Linked DNA regions of Drosophila melanogaster: region 2 is linked to region 1. The links are chromatin contacts, called in public HiChIP or PLAC-seq maps. All regions are on one chromosome and are shown on one strand. The core of a region is the stretch at or near the end of the contact, and the rest is flanking DNA. Distances in the headings are between cores, read along the strand shown. Region 1 holds the start of Epg5 (ectopic P-granules autophagy protein 5). Region 2 holds the start of EndoA (Endophilin A).

Region 1 (7,691 bases), core at 3,673-6,172:
ATAGTTGAGGTCCAGGGAATTTAACTCGGACGTCTTATAATGATAGTTGCTAAAATTAATATAATTAATCAGTAATGTTGAGTTGTAATACTATAAAAGTTAGCTTCTTACTTGGCCGTTGAGTTCAACGTGGTCATTTTTTTCTGAATCTGAGCAACAATAACTCCATCGATCGGCGGCGTCTTGATAGGTTCCACACGAATATGAAGCGGATTCTCAACAATCTTTTCGTAACTTTTTAGCAGGCTTTTAATGTGTTGAGCAGGCGGTTGTCGTTGCTTCGGTTGTACTGGTGTCCTCGGGGCCTTTTGGTTGGAAAGTCTCATCACTTTTCGGCCCCACTGATCAGCCTGATGGCGTTGCTCCTTGCGCAACGAAGCGAGGCATAGGAACTCCGTCCAGTGATTGACATGACCACTTAGTAGCTCGCGGAGCTTCTCAGAATTATACTGGGCAGGCAGGTGCTCTGCATCACTGGTAAAGCGATTTATTTGTGTATCCTCCAGCCAAAGCGCGCAGTTTTGCATAAGCTTACAACAATTTCGATAGAAGTGGGCCATGGCATCATCGTTAGCGTTTTTGGTTGCTAGCGCTGAATAGTACGACTCAGCAGACTTCAATTGGGACTTAATACTCTTCATCAAAGGCACATTGTATTCATAAAACTTGTCGGATACACCGAAATTGTGACTAAAGTTAAGCGATTCGTTCTCTGTCGGCACTCGCCACAGATAGAGTTCGAAAAATTTTTGGCAAACGATGGGAAATAAAGCGTGAGTGCTTTCCATGCTAGCAAGCAGTTGAGCGTATTTAAATATCACCAATTGGCTGGCGGGAAAGGCACTAGTTTTGCTTAATGAGATGGTTTTTTTGAGAGCCGCTTCCACAGGTTGAGCGGAAATCTGTCGCAAAAGCTCGGGAAAGATACGCGTGTCCACTAGACGGAACTCAATCTCGAGTATCACTAAATTCAACCAGCAGTTTTGGGGCGAGATTAGGGGAATGCGAGACACAGACTGTCCACCGAAGAAAGCTTTTAAGGCTGATCCCTTAGGTGCTGACTTCCATTCTGTGCAATCCTGTTGTGTAGACCAAATGAACATTAGTTAATCAGAATTTCCATATGTATCCTTGATTAGAACATTTACCTTGTAGTAATTGTAGAAAAATTCAACTGCCTGAGCACGGCAGTCGGGAAACTGGTACGAAATACGTAGCATTCTGTCAAGGAGATACAATAAATTGGAGTTCTGGGACCATCCTGGCAGTGTGGTAAAACAGTTGAGCCAGATGTTGAGAAGATTGAGCGGTGAACAAAGGCCATAGCTGCCGAAATATAATGATACAGCTATGTAATTAATAAAATATAGACGATAAAATATGTGTTTACCTTGTATATGAAATAATCTGATGGTGCAACATGTTGTCTAGCAATTCCAGAATGGGGCCAATTGAATTTGCATAGACCATGTCCTTAGCCAGCTTCAAATAGGTACGATCCGCGTTTAAGAGAGTGGTGATAAGTCTCTGAAAACTAGAATTCAAAATGTTTCTAAAATAAACAATACAAATACTCGATTCGACAACGAACCTTTCACAATTGGCCAGAGTTTCGGGCGTTTCCAAAAACAATGGTACTATTAACTCCAAGCAGCGAATTGTGGCCGCGTGACGATGATCCAACAGCAGTTGCTGAAGAAGGATAAATCCGTGCTGGCAGATCAGCGGAATCGAATGGCCATGGAGGCTGACCAACATGCCCACATACAAAGCGAGGGGTCTGTTCTCATTTACGCCCTGGAATATCATCTCCATTCGTTCTAGTTCGGGAATAAAAAGTAGTGGCTCCGTCGGATGTTGGAGAGTGCGCCTAACGGACTCCACACCCTGATCCATCAGATGAAGCCGCAAAACGGAGACCATGCGCCAGCACCAGTTCGTAAACTGCTCTCGGCTCGATTGCGTGGAATCAATGAGGGAAGACACTTGACGGACGCTCTCAGAAATGCCGGAGGCACCAATAACCTCCGGAGCATATTTATTCAGTGCTTCATTCACCAGGTGAGCCATTCTCACGTGTATGTTGTGCGGCAGAAAGAGCCGACCCTCGCAATCTAATCCCCAGTTTAAGTGGCTGATAATCAAGCGAGCTAATTGACTCTCCGACGATTGGTAGTCAAAATGAAGGAGCCAGTTAGAGAGCACCTCAAAGGTATCCATGCTGGGGTGCCAGTTTTCTAGAGGCAGAGCTTTGAAAAGATAAGCCGCTTGATCTACTTCTCCGTATCGCATCTTCAGCTGCACCAACACACAACCAAAGAGATCCTCATCCATTAAGTTGGCCAGCATATCACGCGCAGTTTTATAGCAAATTTCCCTCGTAGACTTATGTATATATCCAATGTGGAAGATGTGTAGGCAGATTGCCTTGACGAGACTTCCATCCTTAGATCGATTTCGTTCATTGGCCATCTCAAAGAATGTCTGCAGAAGGTAGTACATATCCTCGGGCGCCACATCGGCATTCGCTAGATCGAATTTCCGCCAGAAATCTTCCGCTTGAAAGGCTGCTTCCGCATTGCTCACTAAATCGTTGGCCAAATCCGTGGGGAAACCCACATTTAGATAGTAAAACAAGTGCCAGATAACCTCTGCATCCAAGGTGCCGAAGGGCAGCGTGGAAAAGTATTGCCATGTGCCCAGGTTTCGGGTGCGGTAGATGTAGCCACAAGCACGTACAAGTAGGGCTTGTAATTCCACTTGGATGCGCTCGTACATCTCGGAGGATTTATAAAGGTTGTTGTTACTGCGCGGTAATTAAGTAGATAAGAAATAATAAATTAACATTAGGTGATCTACTCTACTCACATGAACAGTTCGTTGTAATCAAACACGTATTGCAGAGTATGTCGGACCAGACGACCAAGTCGTTTGGCCAGCTGCTTATATCGCTCGTTATTGTAGGTCAGCAATCCTTCACCGATTGTCTTGACCAGTTGGGAAAAAAACACTACCACGGCGAGCATTTGCTGGGCCGTGATCATATCCGGTTCGATAATGTAGTCGTCTAGAAATTTTTCAATGCGCAGGGCCGAGCTAAGGATTAGATTTTTTAGAACCTAATCAAATTACACATGCAGACAATCGAACTCACGTAAAGATCTTCTCGAAAGGCATCTGGTTGAGCAGGGCGACCAGGTCACTTTCCTTCAGACCTACGCATTCGCCGGCGGGTGTGTGCGAGTCCTCGCCATCGGAATCCACCACTATCCAGCGATCAGTGGCTCCCGGCGTATCGGAAAGTTCGCGGTGAGCTTGAGCCTGACTCTTGAGATATTCGTTTCGTTTTTTCACGGGCATCAGCAAAATCTGCAGCACAGCCATGCAGTGGTTAAGTTCGGGCGAGTTTAGGTCAAGTGGCAGTTCGTTCTGTTGGGAACCACGGCGCACTGCTCGCGTTCCCGGCAGTTGCAGGAATTGGGCAGCCCAGGAGCCGACTCCATTGGGACAGCGCAGGATGTTAAATAGAAGGAACCAGTGATCCTCTCTCGTTGCCAGCAACAATTGCAGAGCAATCAGCTTGCGCAGCCATTCCTTGAGGTCTTTGTCGAAATTCTGAGAGGGTAAAAAGATATTAGATATGTTCTCTCACTCTTAACTTTAAAGTATTGATTTACTGCATTTGGACTGGGTCTGCGAACGAAGCTGAAAAGTATGGATATAGCTCGCCTTAGTTGGGAAACGCACTGCAGTGCCTCTCCAGATTGTGTGTGATGTAATGAAACCACCGAATGGCCATCCAAATTGGGATAGGTCAGCAGATCATTGATGATTTGGTCAACCTTTACTTTGGTTATCTTGGCTGTAATCGAGTTATTCGTATACGCGTGGCACACCAGGTCATATAGGCCAGTTAAAGACGTCTTGGCCACTTCTAGTTTAATGGGATCCACCTGTATCACACTGGAAAAGACATTTCGGTAAGCAATTCCATGATGGAGGTAAGACTTGACTCACTCGTAGGTGACGCATTCCTGGACCACATTGCCATCGCCGCAGGTTCCACTGAAAGTGCGTGTAACTGGCTGTCGGACCCAGATTTGTTTTTGGGACTCGGCGCAGCCCTTGCGCAGCTTCTCTACATCGTGCAGATTGGAGGTGATCTTTCCCTGCAGTTCATAGTATTCCATAACAGCCGCATACAGGGGATCCGCCTCGCTGGTCTCCAGCAATGAGTTCATTAGAAACTCCAACTCAAATTGCTTGGCCAGCTCCAGCTCGGGACAATCGTAAATTTGCCGCAGTTCCTCCGTGCTCAATAGCTTAATGTGACTCCTGGCTAGCGCGAAACCGGTGGGCGACTCCGCCTGTCGGTACACGATCTTAGCGGAATGCTCCTCCACTTGGGCGTTGGACAGCTGCATGGGCTGCAGGTTGGGATACTGAACGACGTGAACGGTCGTCGAGGGCGGGGCACTTGGAGCACTGGGTTGGGCCTCCGTTTCTGTGGGTTCCTGTGTTCCTTCTGGCTCTTGCGACGTTACTCCTACATCGCTGGAAATGCAGCACTCGTGGCTTATGATTGCCTCGCCACTGGAACTGCTGGCCAAGGTCGCAACGCGCTCGAATTCCTCCAACAGAGACACATTCTCCGCTGGTCTTTGTTCTTCACTTGTTGATAACTCAGCAGGTTCCTCTTCCTCTTTTTCGATCGGCACTCTGTTGCGAGACTTTTTGCTCTTCTGCAATTTCATTATTAGGTTCGTTACTTTTTACTGCCCACGACTCACCTCCTTTTTGGGCTTCTCCAACGTGGCCATGTTGTACGTTTGATTGCTTAGGGATCAGACTTTTTGCGTTTTATTTTCGCATTCTTTGGGGGGCCGCAAAAACGCCAAACAAAAAGACCCATAAATATAATAGTGATGGGAGAAACCGGAGAACAGCTGGGAGCAGTCACGATGGCTCACGAGTAAATAAAGCTGCTTTAAAATTCATGTTTATGTCAAATACAATGCTTGGTAAAATACCTAAACAGCTTATTTTATATTTTTATATTCATGCTTATACTTTGGATATCTAATTACAAATCCACTTCATTCCCCGCTTAACTTACGTCACGTAACAGTCGTGACTCACGCTGCACTCTCGTTGCCCTGGTCATCGCAGTTATCGATAGACCAATTTGATGGGCAGCACTGGCCAAGTTTAGAAAGTTTCAGCGCGCGAAAAGTAAAAATTGACGTTAGAAATGTAATTCTTTGTGTTTGTTTTTTATAAAAAATACGTTTATTTGTCTTTATTTATTGCATGCTGACACGCACACACATATGCGTTAAGTACATGCGAATGAAATGCGCGAGCAATTGCTCAACAACAGTCGCGCACAGAAAATCACAGCATCTTTATAGACATGAAACACTTGGCTAACTAACTTGCTCTATTCTACGGCTTAGCTTACGTACTACGGACTAAGTTTTAGGGTCAGACTATCTACGTATGCAACATAGTTAACCCTCAGAGCGCAGATCGCCCGGCCAGTTGGCGATACACTCCCGTTTCGCCCTCGCCCGGCACAATGTCCAATTGGATCCTACTGCTGTCGCATATCGACTGCTGATCCCCTGCTGATCCCGTTCCCTCGGAGGTGGTGAATACCACGGCGATGGGACTGCTCTTCTCCTTGTCCTCCGGCGAGGACTCGTAGCCGTGATTCACCTTCTCCGCCTTGCATGTGGTTGTCGTGGCCGAGGAGTCACTGCTGCTCCGCCCATTCAGTCCGGACTCCTCCTCGTGCTTCACGTAGTACGGCTTTCGGCCGGAGAAACGCTCGCACAGCCGAAAGATCAACGGATGCAGCAGCTTGCCGTCGTAGGCGTCATCCGGATGCTGAGTCAGCAAGCTGATCACTGTGCCAATGATCACGGTCAGTGCCGTGCCAATTAAACTGTAGTACATGAAGCTGATCGAGTAGAAGGTCTCCAGTCCGGATCTGCATTGGAATTAAGCGTACATTAATATCAGGATAACAAAGTTCTAGTGCACATTTTCACCAGGTGACGTACTATCTTACGCAATACTTTTAGAATAATTAAATTATCTCACCTTTCAGGTGCAATTGTGGGCTGTGTGGGCACAAAGCTCTGGTTGAAACCATCAATAGGCGTGTGCGACAACAGCCAGGGCATCTGTCCCTGTTCCACGATGGGCTTGCCAATGGACTGCGCGAAGGTATCGTTGGTGCAGCCCTACATTTTGTAAAGAAGCAAAGTATTAGGCATCAAGCTTAAAACGGAAATGCTTTAAAAACCCACATCTGTGGAGGTGGGCAGCAGGGGATTGTCCTTGGTAACGGTCATGCCACCGCCAATGATCCAAAGCACAAAGGCGCAGGCGGTGACCATGCCGGCGGAGGTGCCCTTCCAATTCGCAATCGGAACCATCATGGCCAGGATGAAGCAACCCAACAAAGGACCCGATGTGGCCGAGAACACCAGCAGCGAGGACTCAATAACGCCCGCCAGCAGACCAACTCCAAAGGCCACGCCCATAATAATCAGTCCACAGACGACAGTGATCGACTTCAGAATTCGTAGCTGCTGTTTGTCGGAGAGTCCCTTGAATTTCGGCAACTGTGAGATGAAGTCCTCCCAAATAACCGTTGCCAATGAATTCAGATTCGACACCATCATGCTGGAATGTTAGCTTGGATTAGTGAAAGAACTTTGTGAGAATGTGAGCTATTTACCAAAGGGCGCCATTGAACAGAGTGGCCATGAAAATGCCCACGAAACCGGGCAGAAAACCGAGCTGATCCTCCACAAAGAATGGCAGAATCTCATCGGGTTTCTTAATGTAGCCCTCGGCGTAGGGATCGCAGTTGATGTACGTGGAATAGATGACCATGCCAGAGATCCAGGAGATGGAAAAGAAGAAGAAGACCAAAGGCACATTGGTCAGCATAACTCTGCAAAATCAGATAAGATTTTTTAATTAATTAATAGATTTTCGTTAATAGGTGGTTCGCCGAAGATAGTCACTTACCGACGCACTTGCTTGAGCGACTTGAGGCTGACATAACGCTGCATAAAGTTCTGCTGACAGCCGATCTGGGAGAGGGACATGAACAGTTGGCCCAGCCAAGCCGATGTGGTATCCACTCTGACAGTCATATCGCCCGTGAAGTTCCAAAAGTTGAGACGTCCTGAAAATAGAAGGAACGAAGTCCTTAGTGCATGTTTATGGCGGGAAAAAGATTGAGCTGCCGTTAGAGGAGGAGCACGTGAAGGGATTCCCAGGAGCCCTACGATTGCCGCACAATGACAGCCAACAACTCAAACTCGAGTGACAAACGCTCCGCCGACACACATTTATTACTGTCGTCATGCGAGGCTGCCATTTCCTCCTTCCCACCTCGGATTCGGATGCCGCTGTTTTATGACACTTTTATCATCATCATTTATGTGCATAATGAGCCGACGCAGGAACAGAAGCAAAGCGAACGGCAATCCACAATGGATGCCATTTTAATAGTCATCATTCGTCAGCACTATACACACACACACACACACACACGCACACATCCTGGCAGCTGGCTAATAAGCTGCCATGATCAATCGAAACAAATCCCACACCCACTGCCACTGCTTACCATTGTCCCGATTTAGTTGGTAAACCTTCTTCACGCCGCC
Region 2 (7,703 bases), core at 4,824-7,323, 150 kb after region 1:
AGCGACTTTCGCCAAAACGAGCGCAGTCTACAATCCGATTGTGTACGGCATTAGGTGAGTGAATAAATAGGTTTAAAAAAAAAACAATTTCCGTTTGATATCTATATCTAATTTATATGTTTCTTAACTTCCTTAGCCATCCCAAGTACCGCATAGTTCTCAAGGAAAAGGTATACCTTTTTAGCCATTCTAATGTTATTCACTAATCCTTTCTCGCCCTTTAGTGCCCTATGTGTGTGTTTGGCAATACGGATGAGCCGAAACCGGATGCACCCGCTTCCGATACGGAAACTACATCTGAGGCGGATTCAAAGGCTTAAATCGTGAAAAAAAACCAACGCAATTGCCTGCAAAGGGCACAGAAAAGTTTAAAAAAAGTGATGCAATATCGTAAAGTGATACAAAAATGTAAAAAAAAAATGGAATAAACCTCAGTATAACAAAAAGTAGTTTCCTAAAACTTTACAAAATAAAGTTAGTTTGCAAATTGTTTTGAAACTTACTTATTTCTAATAGTATTAAATATTGTAAAGTTGTAAATCTTGTTACCAATGGCTAGTTTGTGTTTAAACTATTAATTATACAAATTTCTCGTACACATATATGTAGCTATATATATATAGCTATAATTTTAAACCCATTAAGTTCTAAAAAGCTGCACCATTCAATGCTGACTTCCATATACCCAAAGTATTCAGCGACATCTCCTACGAACGCAATTAAATCACAGCAAATGATTGAACTTGTGAATGGAAATATGCATGCATTTTGCCACTCACTCATTGCATTCTCATTAGTCCCCCAAACCCAAAACTCTCGTAATTTTGAACTTCCACGAAGGCGGACCCTCCAGCGTTGCAAAATCAACAATGCCAGTCGCAGAGTTCAACTCCCTGGCGTCTCGGGCAGATTCATCTTCATTGACACACATTTCCACGCAGCTAATGTCGCTATTTGCTTTGTGAGGGTTTTGTCTCGCGTCTAATGATTATAATTACGAAACAGCCACCACCCACGGCCTCCAGCCTCCTACACAACCCACACCACTCATTTGCCTAATGAGCACTAGAATGCCATCCCCTCCCACCGAAATCACACCCACCCAGATTGAGATGAAAAGCTGCACTGACGGGTCTCGAGTTGACTGTCTAATTAAAGTACATCAGAAAGCACTGGGTGCAAAGAAAACAGACTCGTTGCCTGCCAGCGATCCTGGGAAGACTCCAGGGTATTATCAGTGCCAGATTTTAAGTCTGCTTGCTCCGCTCGCCTGTCGCTTAGTGGTAATTTGGAGGAGTGACCTCAGCCTTTCCATGTGCAGACGGGTGACGTGCTCGATGCAGTCCTTAAACGTTTGCTCCAGCTCACCACTGTAGAATACCTCGATGCATTTGGTCGTTTCAGTGTATGCACTATCCAATACTTCACGGGCAGCAACCTTCTTCTGATTCTCCAGCTTGACGTAGAAATCGTGGATCTGCGCATCCACGTTTTTGGCTGCCCTAGATGCGGTGTGGATTCTATGCTGGTCGTCGTAGTTCATCTTGGAGGCCACAGCTTTGGCCATTTGCTCCCATCGCGGATGCGCTGCTATCCATATCGTACACAAAAGTGTTATCAAAATAATACCGAAAATGGTTGACAGCCAACTCATTGTACACTAAGTGGTTCGAACTAAAAAATTTTGTGATTCTGTTTAGAATAAATGGCTGTCATAGGCAGTACACACCTTGACATCTCTATACAAAAGTAAAATTCCTTAAACACAAGCACGAAATACAACATAGTAAAACAAATCCATCCAACCCTAATAACTTTTTATTATTCCGAACATATTCCAAATCTGTATAACATATTAGACTTCTATGAGATTCCTAAATATTCCTCTATGTGGTTAAACTTTGTAAGATGATTACGTTAATTAGCAGAAGAAGCCAATTCGGGCGGCACCAGAGGTGGCTCCATAAATGGGCCAGTGTTCCGCGGCCAAGCGATCCAAGGCAGTATAAAAGCCAGCGAAGACGGCTTTAACACAAGTCTTGTGAAGATCGACACCTTGGGTGGATTTCAGCTCAGCCTCGCAATGGGATAAAGCCAATTTCAGAGTGTCCAATTGGTCATTGGCATCGTTCCGGGCCTCAACACTGTTGGGTAGCTTTCCTTGGGCCACAACTTGAGCGATTTTGAACTGTTCATTGGCCCAATCAATTGACTGTTGCACGGCCACATTTTGGCCAACCGATTGTCCGGTCTATTGAGCGCATATATATGAAAAAATAGATTATTTTTAAAGATTTTTTTTTGTGTTTAGTATTATTTTCAATTACCAAAACAACCAAGACGCAGAAAGCTATCAGCACTGCACTCGACATTTTCTGGAAACTTTCAATGACCGACTGAAGCACAATTTGAAAAACTCGAAAGACATTCAAACTTATCTTCTGTTTGCGCTTTGATAGAGTTTACAGCCTCCATTATCTCACCATCTATCTGAGTGCAATACGAAACGATAGCCTCAACCCCATTATGTTTTATGTTGGTCCATAAGCGTATATTTGCTGGATTAATTAGATAACTTTATCAGCGGAAGTGGCACTCGGGAATCAAATAACAGTAGCAAGTGCTAATAGCAAACTACGGATGAACACCATTCAGTTTGTGGGATGATTCACTATTGGATTGGAACTTTGGTCGTGAACGGATTTAGTTTTTGCACTAATTTTTGCGACCCACAATATCGTCGAATAACAAACGAACTAACGAACTTTGACACAGTCCAAAGCCGCAGAAATTTTGTTGCCTACTTTGGGGGGCACACACAACTTTTGCATCAAAACAAAAAAAGCCGCAAACCGAAAACAAATTTCCATACATGCACTTTCCGTAGAATCCCTTCGTATGTGTCGCATTTTGCTTTTATTTCTTTTTTTTTTGTTTTTTAATTTTTTCCTCTAACCAATTTCGGATTTATATATACTCTTAGTTGGGCAGTTGCGGCTGGATTTCATTCTGTGCTCGAAATTACCATTTTTTGTTTTGCTGCTGCTGCCTGAATTTCAAATGCCGCAACTTTTGCATTACCAAAACAGAGCTTAAGGCGGTTCATTCGGTTGAGGTTTAGTTACGGAGGGTTGGTCGATCAGTTCGCGGCTAACACTACACCAAAGTTGGCCAAGTTTGGCCCGCATTGTTGTAATGACGACGAACAAACTCGAATTTCAATACCGAAATACTTTTATTAATTGGCCCAAAACTTTTGCACTCCCCATCTTGTGAAGCGGCGGATGTTGTGTATGTTGGAAATTTACATTTAATTAAATATTTCAATCTGAATTCAAACTCGCCCCCATTTAGGCATTGTTCGTGGCTTATCCAACATCCAATGGCCCCTTCGTCATTTGGTCATTTGGTCATTTGTGGCCGGTCCTTGGCTCGTTAAGCCAAGCCATTTAATAACCACAGGTCCTAAGCCCGGAATTCGAATTGAAATGCAAATCCAAAAGCCATATCAAATCGAATCGATTCGATTCACATCGAATCGAAGGGCAGGATGGCCGGCAATTTGAGTGAGGACATTGGATAATTGGAGCTGCACTGGCACATAAATCAACATTGCCGCCGCAACTGGACGCAACTCAAGCGAGCTGACTCCCGACCCTCAACTCAAAGGGCTCCAATTGAGAAGCAAATCATGCACTGGAAACAATTGATGGCGCCAATGGAAAAGTGCATAAAAGGGCTGTCATAACCCCGCAAAATGAGCTGGGCCAGGGAGGTCAGGGAAACAAAGCAGAGGAACTCAGTACAAATATTTGACCAAAATGCGTCAAGTTCCATGCGATGGCCAAAACGATTCAAGTGTGCGTCGAAGTGATGACGACTTGGCCATTATATATTTCACTGAAAATTAAGTCACTTCAGTTGCATATATTTTTTAATGAAATATTACGATTTAGCTTAATTTTGGTATTATTGGATTAAGCTACTTAAAGCTAAGCTATAGTAACTTTTTTAATCCTGCAAGTTAGCATATTAAAACTATTAATTTATAAAAATTATTTGCTTAGAACTTAAGTTAGCATATTTCCCCCATAATGACAACACTAACTTTCCAAAGCATAAGCATCCTTTTAGTCGAGGTCGAACCAGGATTTTCGTGACGGTGACGTGAGCAGCCAAGTATTTGCGCCCCGAAAAGCGTCAAGAAGGCAAACGCCAAAATTTGTAATTCCCGATGGGAAATTTAATAAAGCAGCGGAATGCAAAGCTCGGCCGGCCACATCAAAGCATGTCCTAGGTCAGGAGTCCTTTGGCCTCCCCCCCCCTCCCCCCCTTACCACACACACACACACACACACCTTTGCACCCCTTAAACCAGCATAGGAAATTCCGGCATTAGGCTTATTTAAATTTTATTGCATCTATGTTGGTCGATTGCTAAGCTAGGAAGTATTGGACACTAAGGCAGCCGGAGGACAGGACTAGAATCCTAGGCAGCAGCTGCTCCTGTGGGACTGGCGGTGGCGGCCAAACGGGCCTGCCACTCGTCATCGATGGCCTTCAGCTGGTTCTTGGCCGTGGTCAGCAGAGGCTTGACACAGCGTATCTGCAGCCAGGGCAAAGTGGCGTTGTTGCAGCCACTGATCGACTCCTCCGAGGTGGCCACCACATCCAGGACGCGCTCCGCCAGGTCGGCGGGAAAGTCAGGCTGGGAGAGCAGACGCTCGGCTTCGCGTTGCAGGACTATCGACTGGAAGAATGAGGAAATCGAGGCGCCTCCAAAGGGAGCAGACGGTGCCACGGGAGCGGCTACACCGGCGGCAGCTCCTGTGCCAGCACCTCCGAAAATTCCATTTAGGAAGGGATTAAAGGCAGCCGCATACGGATTGGCGGCGGCAAAGGGATTTCCGGCAAGGGGATTTCCAACAGTAGCTCCAGGGCCCTTACGAGTAAATTATGATAATTCGGTTACATAATAATCCACTTAATGGGGGGGCCCATATCCACAACTCCTCACCTGTGCACTGATGCAGGCAATGCTGGCCGCCAGTAGAACAATTGCGAATTTCATTTCTTTTAATTTATCTGAGTTCACTTGGTTCTCAGTCGTTGGGTTTCGTCTAGACTAATTGCCAAAAGCACAACGGCTTGCGGCTTTTATACGCCATTAAAAACACGGCAGGGAGATCTTATCTCTGATATCTCAACTATTACTACTGCGATTGAACTGATTTACATGTTCATTGTTTGTTCGGTGGTGCTAAGTACCTCTCGGGGGTTATCTGTTCAGATAGAGCCAGAATATATAAAAAAAAAAAAGGTGGTAAAATTGCTACTTCATGCTGTGAACGTCACTGGTTTTTACGATGCAAATGGGGTTTAATTTTTGCCTGGGATATATTTGCCACCTTCTAGAAAGATAAAATTGACTGCTGTGCTACTGGTTATTTTGCGCACAGTTATTTTGGTAAACAGGATAAACATGATATTTTCTTATCCATTCTGAGTCATTCCATTTTTATCTTAGCGTAACATTCATCAGCAGTTATACAGCTTTATTTTTGCTGAGTACGTTTTCTATCAATATAATATATTTATGTATTGTAATGTTAGAATTTTACGCGCCAAACTGTTATTCTAATCTAACAGCTATTCGATTAACAGCATGTACAAGGACAGAGCAAATACAGAGACCGACAGTGGGACCGACCATATTTATTCTAGTCTAATAATTCTGCCAATCAACATAGATTTCAAATTCAAATTTATAATGCATTAACATTATAAGTATTAGATATTAAATGTAAGATATTATGTTAACTGTTTATGTGCTTCTGGCTTCTTAATATAAAATATATATATTACTTTAATTTTTAATATTGTTTTGATATATATATATAACTATCTAATACCCCCCTGCAAAGAAATTAAATGAAAATGTTAAGTTGTACCTCACATCTTTAACATATGCCTAGAGATGAGCGTATCCCGTGTATGTCCGTTGTTGTATGCGAATGATTTTGGTATTTTACGAACCACCGGTCACACTGAATGTTTTTTAACAGAATTATCGATAGTCCCGCAGCTCCAGTGGCTTAGTGCCGTTGAAAATTGTTGTACACAGTCAAGATATTGATTTTTGCGAGCCGAGAGGAAAACGCGACCCCACAGCCCCCGCCCCCTGTGCGCGACCAGTAGTAGTAGTAACGACTCACGGTCCTTCAAACATTACGCAGCCCAAGGTTCTGGAAAAAATCGAAGATTACGAGCAGAGCAACAAAAAAAAAAACGGGGCAGAACGTGCAGAGCAAGCGAAGCGAGTGAAAGTGCCCGCAGTAGTGGTCAGCAAAAGTAGAACTCGAACTCGGGCTACAGTTCACCAAGCCAATTCGAGTTTCCCGACTCGCAGCCTCCACTGAGCGAGCAGAAGAGCCCCGGAAAGTAGCACCCCCAGCGGAGAAGGAACGGAGAAAAGTGCAGTACGCGTAAGTCTTCCAAACGTAAACGTTTTAAAAATAGACACACTCAGCCAGCCAGCCAGCCAGCCAGGCAGTCGGGCAGTCAGTGAGGCAGCCATCCAGTCCATTGATGAAATTGTTGACTTGATGATATTGACATTGAATTTGAAATCGAGTCTCGACTAACCCAACCAACCCGTTCACAGCAACTGCGTCGAGCGCCCCAAGACCAATTTAATCAGAGGAAGAAAACCAGAAGAGACAGCAGCAGCCATGGCTTTCGCCGGACTCAAAAAGCAGATCAACAAGGCCAACCAGTATATGACGGAGAAGATGGGCGGTGCCGAGGGCACCAAACTGGACATGGACTTCATGGAGATGGAACGCAAGACGGACGTCACCGTGGAGCTAGTGGAGGAGCTGCAGCTAAAGACGAAGGAGTTCCTGCAGCCGAATCCAACGGCACGGGCCAAAATGGCAGCGGTCAAGGGCATCTCGAAGCTGTCCGGACAGGCCAAGTCCAATACGTATCCGCAACCGGAGGGCCTGCTCGCGGAATGCATGCTGACTTATGGGAAGAAGCTCGGCGAGGACAACAGCGTGTTCGCGCAGGCGCTCGTCGAATTCGGCGAAGCGCTGAAACAGATGGCCGACGTCAAGTATTCGCTGGACGACAACATCAAGCAGAACTTTTTGGAGCCACTGCATCATATGCAGACCAAAGACCTCAAGGAGGTAATGCATCATCGCAAGAAGCTGCAGGGCCGGCGGCTAGACTTTGACTGCAAGCGTCGCCGACAGGCCAAGGACGATGAGATTCGTGGTGCCGAGGACAAGTTCGGTGAATCGCTCCAGCTGGCCCAGGTGGGCATGTTCAATTTGCTCGAGAACGATACGGAGCATGTCTCCCAGCTGGTCACCTTTGCCGAGGCACTATACGATTTTCATTCGCAATGCGCGGATGTCCTTCGAGGCCTGCAGGAGACACTGCAGGAGAAGCGCTCCGAGGCGGAGAGCCGGCCACGCAACGAGTTCGTGCCCAAGACGCTGCTCGATCTGAACTTGGACGGCGGTGGCGGCGGCCTCAACGAAGATGGCACGCCGTCTCACATTAGTTCGAGCGCCTCGCCGTTGCCCTCGCCGATGCGTTCGCCCGCCAAGTCGATGGCCGTAACGCCGCAGCGCCAGCAGCAGCCCTGCTGCCAGGCCCTCTACGACTTCGAGCCGGAGAATCCCGGCGAACTG

What was found. HiChIP or PLAC-seq counts read pairs in DNA pulled down with a chosen protein or histone mark.
Region 2: a contact with region 1 is called in an H3K27ac HiChIP or PLAC-seq map of the Kc167 cell line, with 3 times the contacts expected there. The contact joins the promoter of EndoA here to the promoter of Epg5 in region 1. A contact is called at or near these places in 21 of 107 Hi-C or Micro-C datasets (the D17-c3 cell line, the Kc167 cell line, the OSC cell line and 12 more) and 2 of 6 datasets of contacts at active chromatin or transcription factors (both in the Kc167 cell line).

What each region holds. Positions count from the first base shown.
Region 1 is chr3R:18,753,951-18,761,641 of dm6, forward strand. It overlaps Epg5 (ectopic P-granules autophagy protein 5), which reads right to left and starts at 4,923. Exons shown (of 15, transcript NM_142495.4): 1 at 4,791-4,923; 2 at 4,018-4,742; 3 at 3,678-3,963; 4 at 3,155-3,615; 5 at 2,869-3,096; 6 at 1,592-2,806; 7 at 1,391-1,534; 8 at 1,149-1,326; 9 at 112-1,079; 10 at 1-49. The coding sequence starts at 4,820. CG7720 reads right to left here. Exons shown (of 11, transcript NM_142496.4): 6 at 7,652-7,691; 7 at 7,045-7,204; 8 at 6,749-6,967; 9 at 6,315-6,693; 10 at 6,106-6,248; 11 at 5,286-5,992. The coding sequence ends at 5,518.
Region 2 is chr3R:18,900,536-18,908,238 of dm6, forward strand. EndoA (Endophilin A) reads left to right here and starts at 6,074. Exons shown (of 3, transcript NM_001275788.1): 1 at 6,074-6,485; 2 at 6,665-7,703. The coding sequence starts at 6,732. It overlaps CG14292, which reads right to left and starts at 5,120. Exons shown (of 2, transcript NM_142502.1): 1 at 5,018-5,120; 2 at 4,398-4,942. The coding sequence starts at 5,071. The coding sequence ends at 4,490. Rh2 (Rhodopsin 2) reads left to right here. Exons shown (of 4, transcript NM_079674.3): 2 at 1-54; 3 at 137-170; 4 at 225-484. The coding sequence ends at 320. It overlaps CG14294, which reads right to left and starts at 1,729. Exons shown (of 1, transcript NM_142500.3): 1 at 1,128-1,729. The coding sequence starts at 1,654. The coding sequence ends at 1,235. It also overlaps CG34284.